Linked DNA regions of Gossypium hirsutum: region 1 is linked to region 2. The links are chromatin contacts, called in public Hi-C maps. All regions are on one chromosome and are shown on one strand. Each heading gives the region's core, a stretch centred on a gene start, on an enhancer-like site or on the middle of the called end of the contact. The rest is flanking DNA. Distances are from core to core; before and after follow the strand shown.

The links. Hi-C and Micro-C count contacts between places; a contact is called where the count stands out from the background.
Region 1: a contact with region 2 is called in a Hi-C map of leaf, with 4 times the contacts expected there. The contact joins two enhancer-like sites. A contact is called at or near these places in 6 of 34 Hi-C or Micro-C datasets (leaf, seedling and stem).

What each region holds. Positions count from the first base shown.
Region 1 is chrA07:95,787,598-95,793,936 of Gossypium_hirsutum_v2.1, forward strand. No RefSeq gene overlaps it. Among protein-coding and RNA genes, the nearest start is that of LOC107955428, 8.2 kb to the right of the region's middle. Within about 2 kb of position 2,709, at least 4 of the 9 cell types and tissues checked have an H3K27ac peak or open chromatin away from gene starts, as enhancers often do. A contact at or near this core is called in leaf, where this site is marked.
Region 2 is chrA07:95,728,250-95,734,780 of Gossypium_hirsutum_v2.1, forward strand. It overlaps LOC107955431 (U-box domain-containing protein 3), which reads left to right. Exons shown (of 5, transcript XM_016891216.2): 4 at 1-383; 5 at 809-1,287. The coding sequence ends at 871. Among protein-coding and RNA genes, the nearest start is that of LOC107955431, 7.8 kb to the left of the region's middle. Within about 2 kb of position 1,917, at least 3 of the 9 cell types and tissues checked have an H3K27ac peak or open chromatin away from gene starts, as enhancers often do. A contact at or near this core is called in leaf, where this site is marked.

The DNA.
Region 1 (6,339 bases), core at 1,459-3,958, 60 kb after region 2:
CAACTCTAATTTAAATACAAATAAACTCGATAAGTGTCAAGTGTAGGAATCTTTTTATTTTCCAAGCCTTTGAAGAGATTCCTTAAGCATACTCATTTTTATGGAGCTTGACACTAGAAGATGTTAAGTTCTTTTATTTTATTTGACCAACTTACATTTCATGGTTATTTGACTTTACTAGGTGTTTTATTTATCTGGGTGAATTGTTCATCCTATTACTAGCTCTAAACTTTAAACCCATTACGTCACTAAACACTAATGCATTTTCTTATACACCTAACCATAAATTATAGAGTTTGATTTACTCTCGACATAATTGTATTTCCTCCATCTTTACCCTCCAATGTTTAACAAATGTTGTTTACAATAAGGTGTTCAGGAAAATAAGTTAGAGGTTATTGGGAAAGATTTAAGGTTTAGTCTACAAGGATTAGACACATGAGTTATGGAGTTATGGGTTTTTAGTGCCTGAGTTTAGCACCACAACTCACATTTATAGATTTCTAAAACCACAATATCAAAAAGTAATAGTAAAAAATATTGGGTCACAACTTTACTTGTTCATCTAAACTCAAAATTGGAGGGTCGCGAGTTTAGTGTAATACATGTTAGTTGCCTTGAAACTTTAAATGAGAATCTTAAACCTTAAATTATTGTATTAAACTCATAAACCATTGATATCATATTCAATGAAGCTATACTTCAAATGCTCATTTTAGAGAAATTCCTAATGTGGATGACAACTTGAAAAGACAATTAACTACACAGACCTCGACACGTATAAGTGTCAAGTTTATGCATTACAGATTGCAACTCGTGGTTAGCAAGTTTACCCACTAGTTAGTGTTTATGGTTTACGAAAATGGGTTAAAAGGTTGTAAGTAGTTTTTTAGGGAGCATCCGAGTGAAAAAAATTTACTAAGTACAATTTATCAATGTTTGTCGTCATCATCTCTCTCTTTTCGTGGTTTAGGGAAATGGACTAATATTTCCCACCGAACCATAGAATTTATATAAATTAAAAATAAAATACGAGAATGATTAAATATTACCAATTGAATTAATTTATTATTGACTTAAATACTAAAACATGAATAAATAGGTTAAAAAATACTTTTGAAAACCGAGACGCAATGAAGAAATACAATTTTTTCTTCAATCGAATTACAAAATGTTAAACCATTTGTCTGATAAATATATATTATTGAGAGGAAGTACAAAATGTTAAACCATTTGTCTGATAAATATATATTATTGAGAGGGATGAGAATGAATGAATGAATGCATTGCATGGGGGCCTCCCTTAAGAGTAAAGCAATGATACGTAGTACGTCGTCTGCAAATTGATATAGATAGGGGACTGCCATTTCTGTTTTTTACCACGTGTGGGTAATCGCTTTTCCCTGTACTATACACGGTGGTTGTCTCCTGGCCCTGCTCTGCTGGTTCCTCATTTATATATACCTTTATTTATGTCGCCTGCAGCTGTCCACACCTCTCTCTCTATCTCTTATGTGTCCACGTCTGGTTTGTTTCTTTTCGGTTTTGGAGCTTTAAGCTTTTCATTCCTAGCTTATAGAGGCATGGACATGAGGTAAAAAAAAAAAACTAAACTCTTCGGTGCTTACAGCTAAATTAAGGGCTTTCTGTTTCTTTTCATGGTACGGTCCCCTTTTGAACTAAGAATTGTTCTATTTCTTGGTTCAAACACACCACAACAGTCAACAACAACAAAAGCATCGTTTTACTTTGTACTTTCTAAGCTATTGTCCACATATTTAGAGCCAAGTAACTCACAAATATTTGTTTATATTATCAAAGGCCTTGAGGAGTACTATTAAGTAACGTTAATCTTCAATTTACTTTATAATTTTGCACTGTCAATTCCAATACATAGAGTCATAGAAGTGCATGAAAGTGCAAGACTGCAGCAGCGTGAGAATCACTGCTCCCAATAAGCAATTGCAGACAGTTAAAGAATCTAGCTATATACACAGTTACAACAGTCTCCATTGACAGAGATACCTTGAACGGCCACAGCAGGAGTAAACAGGGAACGAAGAGAGTTGTCAAGTAGCTGAAGTATCTGCCTGTAGGGGTCCATTATTAATCCACCTTTCACTTGCATGTATTTGCAGGTCATTTTCATTCTTTTTTTGTAATTAATTTCAATGCATAATCTTTTTTTGAACCATCTTTTCTCTGTTCTGACCCCCCCTCACACACAAAGATAACGGTAGCAGACAAATTTAACTGTTTCTGCTACCTCTCCACCACTCCCTCAATCAGCTGCTAGTGCCCCTATTTATGATCCTCCTTAGCTATGAACCCTCACCTGCCTCCGGTTCTTGAGATTTGGAAAAAGCTCAAAAAATAAAAAATGGGGTTTGATTGTCGGCCTGAAATCTGGATGTTGGGGATGTGACCCACCACCAACTCCCATTCAAACAACACAACCCTGACTTATAAATTCCAACCCCAGTCAAAAAATTTTCGAGGGTTTTCAGCAGTAGCATATATAGAGAATTACAAGGTGTTGGTGCATGGCAGATGCGATGTGGTAGGTACGAGAGGAAGAATAGTGTCTGTGTGGTAATTATGGTTTTTGGAAGGATTTGGGTGAAATTGGTAAACAAACAGTGAGCTAGGTAAGGGGAGGGTGAGGACCACCGGGGCTAGCTAGCTAGCTAGCTAGCTAGCTAATTATGCTGAATACCAACCGCTTCCCTCTGCTTTATACAATGTGAGTGAGGGTACGTGGTTCCCGACATGATATATACGTGAAGCTTGGCTGATTTTGCAACTTCATACTTTGTGGTCATCGCTTATCTGCGGTGCTGGCCGGTGGGCAGCCTTGCTCCTTACTGTTACTGTACTAGTATTATGTAATCAAGTGTATATAAATGGTTGTAGTTTTTCATGCCTCAAATCATACAATATACTTCCTTTCCTTTCCTTTTTTTCACTTGAATGATGCTATCGCAAATCTAGAGTCAAATCACATCACAAGAAAATTTGACTTTCCAGGGTTTTTTACTAAACTAGGATAAAAAAAAAATTCAAAATAATACAAATGAAAAACTATGTATCAAAATAGTACATTTGGGGTGGTGCCGCCTATGACAGAGGCATGACCACCCATGTTCAATAAAAAATTACTATTGCGACACAGGACTGAAATATAATAATATAATTCTTTGTTAGCCCTCATTATTTATTATTTTCTTTTTATTTTCCTTCAGCTCACTATATTTTCTTAAACAAACCCTTAACCTATTTTTGTAGTTAAATAAACCTTTAAATTATAGCTTTTACTCATAAAAGCCCTTCATTTTAATATTAAAGTAAATATATTTTAAATTTCAAGCTTTTATCTTAATTTCGATTTTGATTTAAATATATTAGTTATAATCGTAATTGTGGTTGCAGAAAATATAATTCCACCTCAACCTTTTTGGAAACAAGCATTATGAGTTCGGTTTTTAATTTGGTCTTGCAAGCCCAACCCATAATAAAGAACCATTGGAGCAGTTTTCTTGTGATCTTAAAGAGCCCAATTGATTTCACCAGAACAAAAATGAAAGCTCAAATTCTGCTATTACACCCCGTGCTTTATGTAATTTGTGGATTTAGTACCTCTATAACTTGACCAATTTTTGTCCTTGTATTTTTCGAATTTTAAAATTTTAGTCCTGACCCAATGATAACAGCTAAATCTGTTTGGTTAAATTATGTTGTTATTAGTATTGTATTATACGTAAAGTTATAAATTTAGTTTATGCTTACCAATTGGATAATTTTTAGTAGTTATATTTTTTGGATTCTAAAATTTTAATCTTAATGCAAACGGTAGTCATTAAGTCTATTAATTGATTTTTTGTGAGTAATATGTAAAAATAGCAAACAGACGTAGCATTACACGTGTGATAATATGTTTGACACATCAAACTTAAAAAACAATTGAACTTAACTTAACGAATTTATCAGTTATCATCTGGTTAGGACTAAAATTTAAAAATGTCATATACTAAATCCACAACTTACATAAAGTAGAGGGTATAATAACAAAAATAATTGATTTAATAAACGAGACTCAAAATATTATATTAATTTTATAACCCTAAATTAAACGACTCAAGAGCATAATGATTAGAAAGAGGGATACAAGTTCCAAAAATAATTGAATTATTCAAAAGAAAAAAAGAAGAGTAATACAATTGCATTATTATTATGATTGATAACACAAAGTGAGCCTTGTATTTACTCAAAATGATTGTACTTTGTAAAGTGGGGTTGGGTGCTTTTTGGCTTTCTTTCTCCTTCGACACACTATCAGCTATGGAATATATGTATATCCACCAAATAATTGACATAATAATGTCTTATTATATACATGTGAAGTTCACCTGAGGATGTATAAATAATTTTAGCTTAAATAATTGGATAATCATGAAAAGATGGATGGATTAATTAGTATTTTAAATCTTCTGCAACAGGAGAATAATAAATCCAAATTCAGATAATACATATTTGCTTTGAATCTGTATTCGATATCAATAAAATCTGAATACACAAAAAAATGAATCTAGTACTCAAGAACATCTTAAGAGTAAAGGAATTCTGCCATATTTCTAGTTTAGTGAAGCAATACTAGGTGCAATATATTCTACGAAATACTTCTTGGCAGTCACACTTTCTGTGATAATCTTATTCTATGAGTCGTTGTTCTAGAAATGCATTGTTCTATGATGGTGTCGCTATTGGCAAAAATCATTTCAATTATGAGAGTTGTTCTGAATCGTAATTATTCTTAATAAGAGATATTTTAACCAACAATCATTTTAATTGCAATTATTCTAAAAAGGAGGTGTATTTAATATAGTTATTCTCGAATAATTTTTTAAAATTATTCTAAACAAAAATCATTTTTATAGTCGAAATTAAATACTTATATAGTACACAAGCTGATCTAAAAAATGTATATATTTCAGTATTTCAGTTTATAATACAATAGAGCTATTCATACTTTCATAGTGATATATATTGTATTATTTTTAAATAGTGATATGGGCTTTTGGGTAAATTGGGCCAGACTCCACTTAGGTTCGAGGTTTTTTTTTTAAATTAAGTCTCAACTTGTCTGACCTATGAACACCTTTATAATATATAGAGAATTTTTTTTTATAAACTATCATAAATTTTTTTAGAAAGTAATACATACGATCTACCCATACATTACACGAATAAGAAACTAGTGCATATATATGTATTATATATTATAAGTTCTTTAGAAATAATGGTAAGTAGCATATGTAAAACGATGACAAATAAGTAGTGTTTTTGCTTGACACACAAACAAATTATTTAAATTATTAACCAATATTAAAACTATATAAAATTTTTATCAAAGCCGTCGATAATTTTATTATATTATAAAAAAATTAGATGAGATTAAATATTGAATAAATTTAAATTTAAATATTTAAGTTTCGTATATTCTACTTTATTGTCTTTTTTTATTTGTAGTTAATGTTTAATTTTTTTATGTTTAAATTAATATTAAAGGTAAAATTTTAATTAAAAAATATTTTGATGAATAAAGTTAATATATATATATTAAAAAATTTATGCATTAGTAACTTATATAATTATTATTTATTTTTTTTATTTTTCAATAAATTCAAATTTTGTATTAAAATTTGAGCAAATAAATATAATTAAATTAGATTAATACACACAATCAACTCATGCATTACATGGGAAAAAACTAATATATTATATAAAAAAAGTACACGAACTTTAAATAACAATCCGGTGATGACAAGTGGCACTTTAACTTAGTGCCATATTGCTAAACAACAATGTATATTATGATGTTAATTACAATTTAAAATATTTTAAATTTTTGAGATAAAATTTATTGTTTAAAATATACAATTAAAAATATTTTTTTAAAAATTTAAGAGAAGTTTACTATCCTAACTTTAATGATTTAAAATTTATGTTATCTCATTTGGTCATGTCTGTTTGGTTTAATTGCTTGGCGTATCTGGAAAAATAGGAATTTATTCATCTTCCAGCATATTTCCTGGACAGCAACTGAAGTGGTGAAAGTCTCTAGTTGTTGGGCTCGTCAATACGTATCACATCATGATGGTCACAAGAATAATACTCAAAGTTCAAATCTCACGAATAATTTAGATGACACCTAGGTGTACTTATCCATTGATGGGGTGTGGCTCGAGATCATGACGAAAATTGGATAGTGGGATTCACTCAATTCTTAAGTATATGTTTTCCATTTGAGGCTAAAGTTTGGGGTATCCTAGATAGAATCCT
Region 2 (6,531 bases), core at 667-3,166:
GAGGGAAAAAAGATGCTGCTACTGCTTTATTTAACTTATCAATCTTCCATGAAAATAAGGCTCGTATGGCTCAAGCAGGTGCTGTAAAATACCTCGTCCAGTTAATGGACCCTGATAGTGGGATGGTTGACAAGGCAGTTGCCCTTCTCTCAAACCTGTCGACAGTTGCGGAAGGGCGTGTGGCAATTGTACGAGAAGGTGGTGTCCCATTACTAGTTGAAATTCTTGAATCAGGATCACAGAGGGGTAAGGAGAATGCTGCATCTGTATTGCTGCAACTATGCCTTAATAGTCCCAAGTTCTGTACCCTGGTTTTGCAAGAAGGGGCTGTGCCACCCCTTGTCGCATTGTCCCAGTCTGGCACGCCAAGAGCAAAAGAAAAGGTATGCAGCTTAGTTCTTTTCTCTTCTATTATGTTGATGTGGTCCTTGCATTCTCTGCTTCTGTATCTGGGTCTTAACAAGCAAAATTGTAATCACGTTCCTTTTGTAGTCATTTGCCTGTAAAATTGAATTGTAATTGTATTCTTGACGGGTTTTACCAGTTTTCCATTTGTTTATCAGAAATTAGACCTTGCATTTGTGATTCTAATTGTAACTACTTAGAAGGGTAGGAAAAATGTGTTATGTTCCCACACCTATTGTGGAAGGTAGTGACATCACATCAGAAAGGCATAAGATGTTTTTGTAAAGCTCATTAATCATGATTGCTTATTAATTACATGTTTGATTACTTTTTAATCTAAAGAAAAATAAATTCTGGATGCACATGAGAAAAGACATGGTAATTTAGTTTTCCCCTGTTGCAGGCACAGCAGCTTCTCAGTCACTTCCGGAATCAGAGAGAAGGTGCCACTGGGAAGAGCAAGTAAAAGCTGACTAACTTTGTTATATTTTTCTTGTATGATTTTTTGATATCGTACTCCATGTAAGTTGTTCTATCTCAATTGGTCCTTTTGGAGCTCACTTTTCATACATTCTTTAGTCATCCAGCTATATGCATTAGAATATGAACTCTATTTTTTTAATACCCTTTTTAAATATGGTTAGGATATGGGGAAATAGGTTATAACCATTCCGATGAGGTGGTGGGTTGTCTATAATTTTCTGCATAATTTTCCTTGGAAAACTTAACTTGCCACAGCATCGAGTGTACGTTTCCATTTAGTTTTAGTTTATGTAGTAACAGATTTGGCCTTAGATTTGTAGATATGTTGTACATATGCTATAGACTCTTGTAATCTGCTGTAGGATCTTGTTGAAAGATATTTTTGCTATTTGTTGTCAATTATTCCATTTTTGTGCCCTTGTTCTTATTCCATTTTTGTGCCCTTGTTCTTAATCTTGTACCTTAACAGGCACTGGATTTTCAAAGTGTTTTAAGGTTAGCTGAAATAATTTCTTTTTTATGTGTTTTCTCCCTCTTCATTTTTTAAACTTCTTCTAATGGTTTGCCGCCCTGCTATTCACTTTCTTAACTAAGGAAATCAAATTGTTGACCATAATAATCAAGATTGAAGCCCATCCATTCACTTCATTTTTGAAGGAAAAGCACAAACCACATTAAGCTGGCTAGCATCTATGGCCATATCCAGTAAAACCACGATTTATTTCCTCTATTTTACATTCTCTGGGTGAATTTCTTTGCAAGTTACAACTAAAGCAAGCCAACATGTTCAATGATCCAACAACATCCAAAACCTTCAAAGCTATCAAATCGACTAAAGGCAAATAGTAGACAAACTAAATGATACATACAAAGCTTTGCTTGTTACTGCAGCTGTGATATGATTGTACGTTGGTTTTTCCCATCATTGTCACCTGAAACTTGCAGCTGGGTCCTACTCCTACTGGTATGAGTTACTGTCTAGAAAAAAGAGAAAGTAACCAAGGCTAGCTCTGGTTCACTCATATGTTGTGCATGGCATGGATCCATAATATCCTTCTTGTTACTGTTCCCTGTATTGACCTTTCAGTCTGATCCCTGACGTGATCAATTCTTATTCATGAAATCTCTACTTTGATCCTACATGATCTTTCAACAGTGTTCTTTTCGTGTGAAAAAGGTGAGATCCAAACCCCACATCGAAGTATGATGTAAATTCATACTTTCTGACCAAAGATTAAATGGACATCATACTTCTTGTCATTTGAGAGTGATGTTAAAAAGGGTCTTTAGATTAGTGAGGAATAGAAGATTATGTTTCATTGAATCTGTCCAAAAAATAAAGAAAAGGGAGCATTGCCTACTTCAAGTAGTGGATGCTGCTTTTTTAGTCACAATTAACCTGTGAAATCATCCAACTTCAGAACAAATTCATTTGATTGAGGTCGGTCATGGCTGTATATATCTGATTTCCAACTGGAAACATCAAGCACCACCAAACATTAAATCCTTCCAGATTTGACTAAAATGTCAACTATTGAGGAATAGCTATCATTTTCCTTCTCTTTTTTGATAAGAGGTCAGGTAGGGATATTTGAGGTTCAAACCCTTGGCTTGGGGTTAATCAAAACTTGAAAGCAATCCAGATGTTTTGTCACTACAATGGATATATATACACCCACACATGAAACAAAGGGATATATGGTTAAGAGCTTGGATTTCTTCATGGTCTGGTCTGAAGTAAATTATTTAAGTTATCGAATTCATAAACAAGTCTAATTAGGATTTAGAAGAATTTGAGATTTTCTTTGGGATTTTTGCTTAATGACAAATAATTAAAACATGAATATAACATAAATAAAATGTGTAGATATGAATATAATATTTTTGATATAAAATTATTACACAAAAACGCATAGGTAAAAATATCATGGAAGTCTCTATAGTAGGAGTCTAATCGTATTTTGTCCTCCACAAAAAAAAAGGTAAATTAATCCCTGTATGTTAGATCAAAGAGCAAACATGTCATTTTTATTAAAATTTCATTCTTTTGTATTATTAAAACTAGTGTGGTTGACAAAATTACAAGACAGTGACATGTGGTGTGCCTTGTATACCATATATTAATGAACAGAGACCAATTTCTTAACTCTAACTTACATGGATTAATTTATCATTTTGAATAGAAAGAACAAAATATAATTTGACTCTAAGTATAAAGATTTCCATCATACTTTCTCCATTTTTCGAATGAAAATACTACATGAATGGGATCTATTGTATTGAGGGTCCAAAAATGGAAGACCAGCTTTTAAGCAAAGCAAAATTTTTGTCCCTCTCTTCAATATTAGACAATAACTTGCTAACACCCTCATGTACTGAATGGTACAGTCTTTTGTACCCTCTTAAAGGAAGCTTATAATTCATATCCCTTTACACTGTAGGATTAACAATTGTTTTTCTATCAAGATTTTTGAGTTAAAAAAGTCAGTTAAGTGTTAATTCGATTGACATGGGAATTGTTGTCGATGCAAGATAAAGTGAGTTCGAGTGTATTGAAGTGCATTATCCTCCTATTCATGAGTTTAGAAGAAGCGATGAGTAATTCTAAGCATTATATAAAAAAATAGATATAATCAGAATTTATAATAATACTATAAAAATTTAATAAGAGATTATGTGGTAGGTGGTAGCCTACTTTTAGATATTTTTCATTTATCAAATACCTTTTAAGTCAACAAAACTACAGTAAATTAGTTGACCAGTAACATATAACTTTTATTATTTTATTAACTTTGGCATTAATTAATGACTACCTTAATTAATTAACACCCAAATTTACCAATAAATTACCAAATTTCAGGTAAAGATTATGAAACGTTGTTCATTCTTACGGGTAAAGATCGAATATCTGACTTCATGATTAAGGGGTGAGGGGAGCAACCAATTAAAAAATGTTTATAGCTCTATTTTAAATTTTAGAATTTTTTAAGTAATTAAATAATTTTTCAATAATTATTAGGTTTATATTCATAATATGATAAACTAAGAGGCTAAAAAATCATAAGAGAAACTTAAAAAAATATAATTATAAAATTAAAAAATAATTATAAACTTAAAAACAATGAAACTTTTATGGAGATTGTGTCCTACTTTTAGTTTAAATTATAATTTTATATTATTCTATGATGACTTTTAATTAAAAAATATTTATCTTTATTGAATAATAATTAGAGTATGCCAATCTACCCCACCACATGTTTCCAAAAGCATTACATATGATTTGGATTCCACAAATCAGGAAGAATATTATTACTAATTATTTCATTTATTTAATAATATAAATACGAGTATTGGTTTAAATTATACTCAATTTCATTTATCCCTCTCGGTTCTAATATATCACTATCCATTCTCATATATATAATGCATATAAATTAATTAAGTTTTAATTAAGCATTACTTTTGTCGATTAAGTCTTAGCTCGATTAGCATGAATATTGTTGCCAATGTAAGGTGACATAGGTCTTGAGCACATTATCCTCCTATTTATGAGTTGGGGAGGGACTATAAATAATTCTAAGTATTATGTCAAAAAGAATCTATAATAAATTTTAAAGAATAATTTCGTTAATTTCAAATAACAAAAAATATTTTACATAAAATCATTCAAACAATAAAAAAAATCAATTTTTCCTGTTTCAAAAATTATTTTTAATGAAGAGAAATTCATGACTTTCCTAGTCCACCTAGTATATTATATATTGAGTAGTACTATGATGAGCATTTTCCTACATTTGACATTATATGTGGTATTCAACATTGTGACGTTTCCAAGGTGATGCAATATGTTTGGGTCCATTTGCAATCACATCCAAAATCGATTTATGTACACCAGAAAATTAAACTGCCACATGATATGTTTCACGATATTTATGTAAGTCGGTCGAATCAGGTTCGAAAATACAGAAACCAAACCCTAATCCTTAAGTTTTGCATTTAAAATATATTTGGTGGGTGGGTATATTAATAAAAATATGTTAATAAATGATCATATTTAATATTATTTAGAGAAAATAATTCTTATAATTGATTTTAAATAAAATATAAATTCATATTTTTATTTATAAATTAGGCTAAATTAGGCTTAAAATATGAATTTTTTAATTAAGCTTTTAAGTCGTTTTTTTTAATTTAGGAAAATAGACTATTTCTAGAGAGTGTGTGTGAAAATATGCCCAGCTGGATGCGTTTTACCTTTAAGTTGCATTTTTTTGACTTTTTTTTAATATAATTAATTTTTTTAGTTAGATGGTTAAATAGTAGTGGTTTTGTTCTTAAATCTTAGGTTCGGTTTCTCTTTCACTCACGTTAGTATTATTTTTGAAACCCAAGTTTAATTCCCTTTTTTAAATATATTTGTAATTTGTAATTTTTTGCTATTTCAAGCTTTTTAATTTTTAATTAATAAATATATTGTTTTCAAATTTTTTTATTTTAATTCATCTTTTAAATTTTTTTAATTAATAACTCTATTATTCATAAAATTAAAGAATAAATATGTAATTATATAATAAAAATATATATTTTACATATATCATTATGTTAAAAATATTTGAAAATAAAATTTTTGATAAATTTATATATATATAATAATTTATATGTCAGATATTTATTTTCTCCATATATATTGTGGGTATGGTAATTTCTAATATTATAAAATGAAACAATTATTTTAAATATAATTATTATTTTTATATGTAAAATATTTAAAATATTATTGTTTTTATCTACACTATGGGTATGATATTTTAAATATTTTTATAAGCGAAATATTTCAATTAGTTATTTCAAATATCATTATGTGTATATATGAAATATTTTAAATGCACATACATAAATATATAATATTTAATTTTACTACACACATAATATGGATTGAAAAATAAATATCACACATATAAAAATATATTTATTAAAAATAATCATATTTGTAATAATTATTTTATTTTATGAATAAAAGATTTATTAATTATAAAGATAAATTAAAATAAAAAATTGAAAAATAATTGTAACTTAAAGGGTAAATGCGTCTAGCTGGTCGTTTCTCTCACCTAAAAGCAGCCTGTTTCCCTAAATAAAAAAATGACCTTTAGACCTATATTAAAAAAATGGCCTTTAAAACTAATTTAGCCTATAAATTATGTAAAAAAATATTGCAAAAATAGTTTTGATACACCAAATAAAACTTTAAATTAAAACCAAAAGGCATACAACGTATCAAATTTGTAACTATAATAAATCAATTTGAAACAAATAAAAAAAATCAAGATAAGTATGATAATTAAACTGAATAATAAAAAAGAAATTATTATAAGTATATAGATTTCTGTTTTATTTATCTAAAATAATAAAATAAAATGCAACTAAAAAAGTGTCAACGAGACCTTGGCTTTATGGCATGGTTGACGTCTTGGGAATTACAAAATCCCAAATTCAAGTATTACCTTATGTAAATCTGTGTTAGTTCATTGAACAACAAATATAGAACCAACTGGTGCTGCTATTGGCACTGCTTCTGAAGAAACAACCCAAGTTGTTGAAAGGCCGTCAGTCAATCTTATGCCTTATGGATCCTCAAACTCA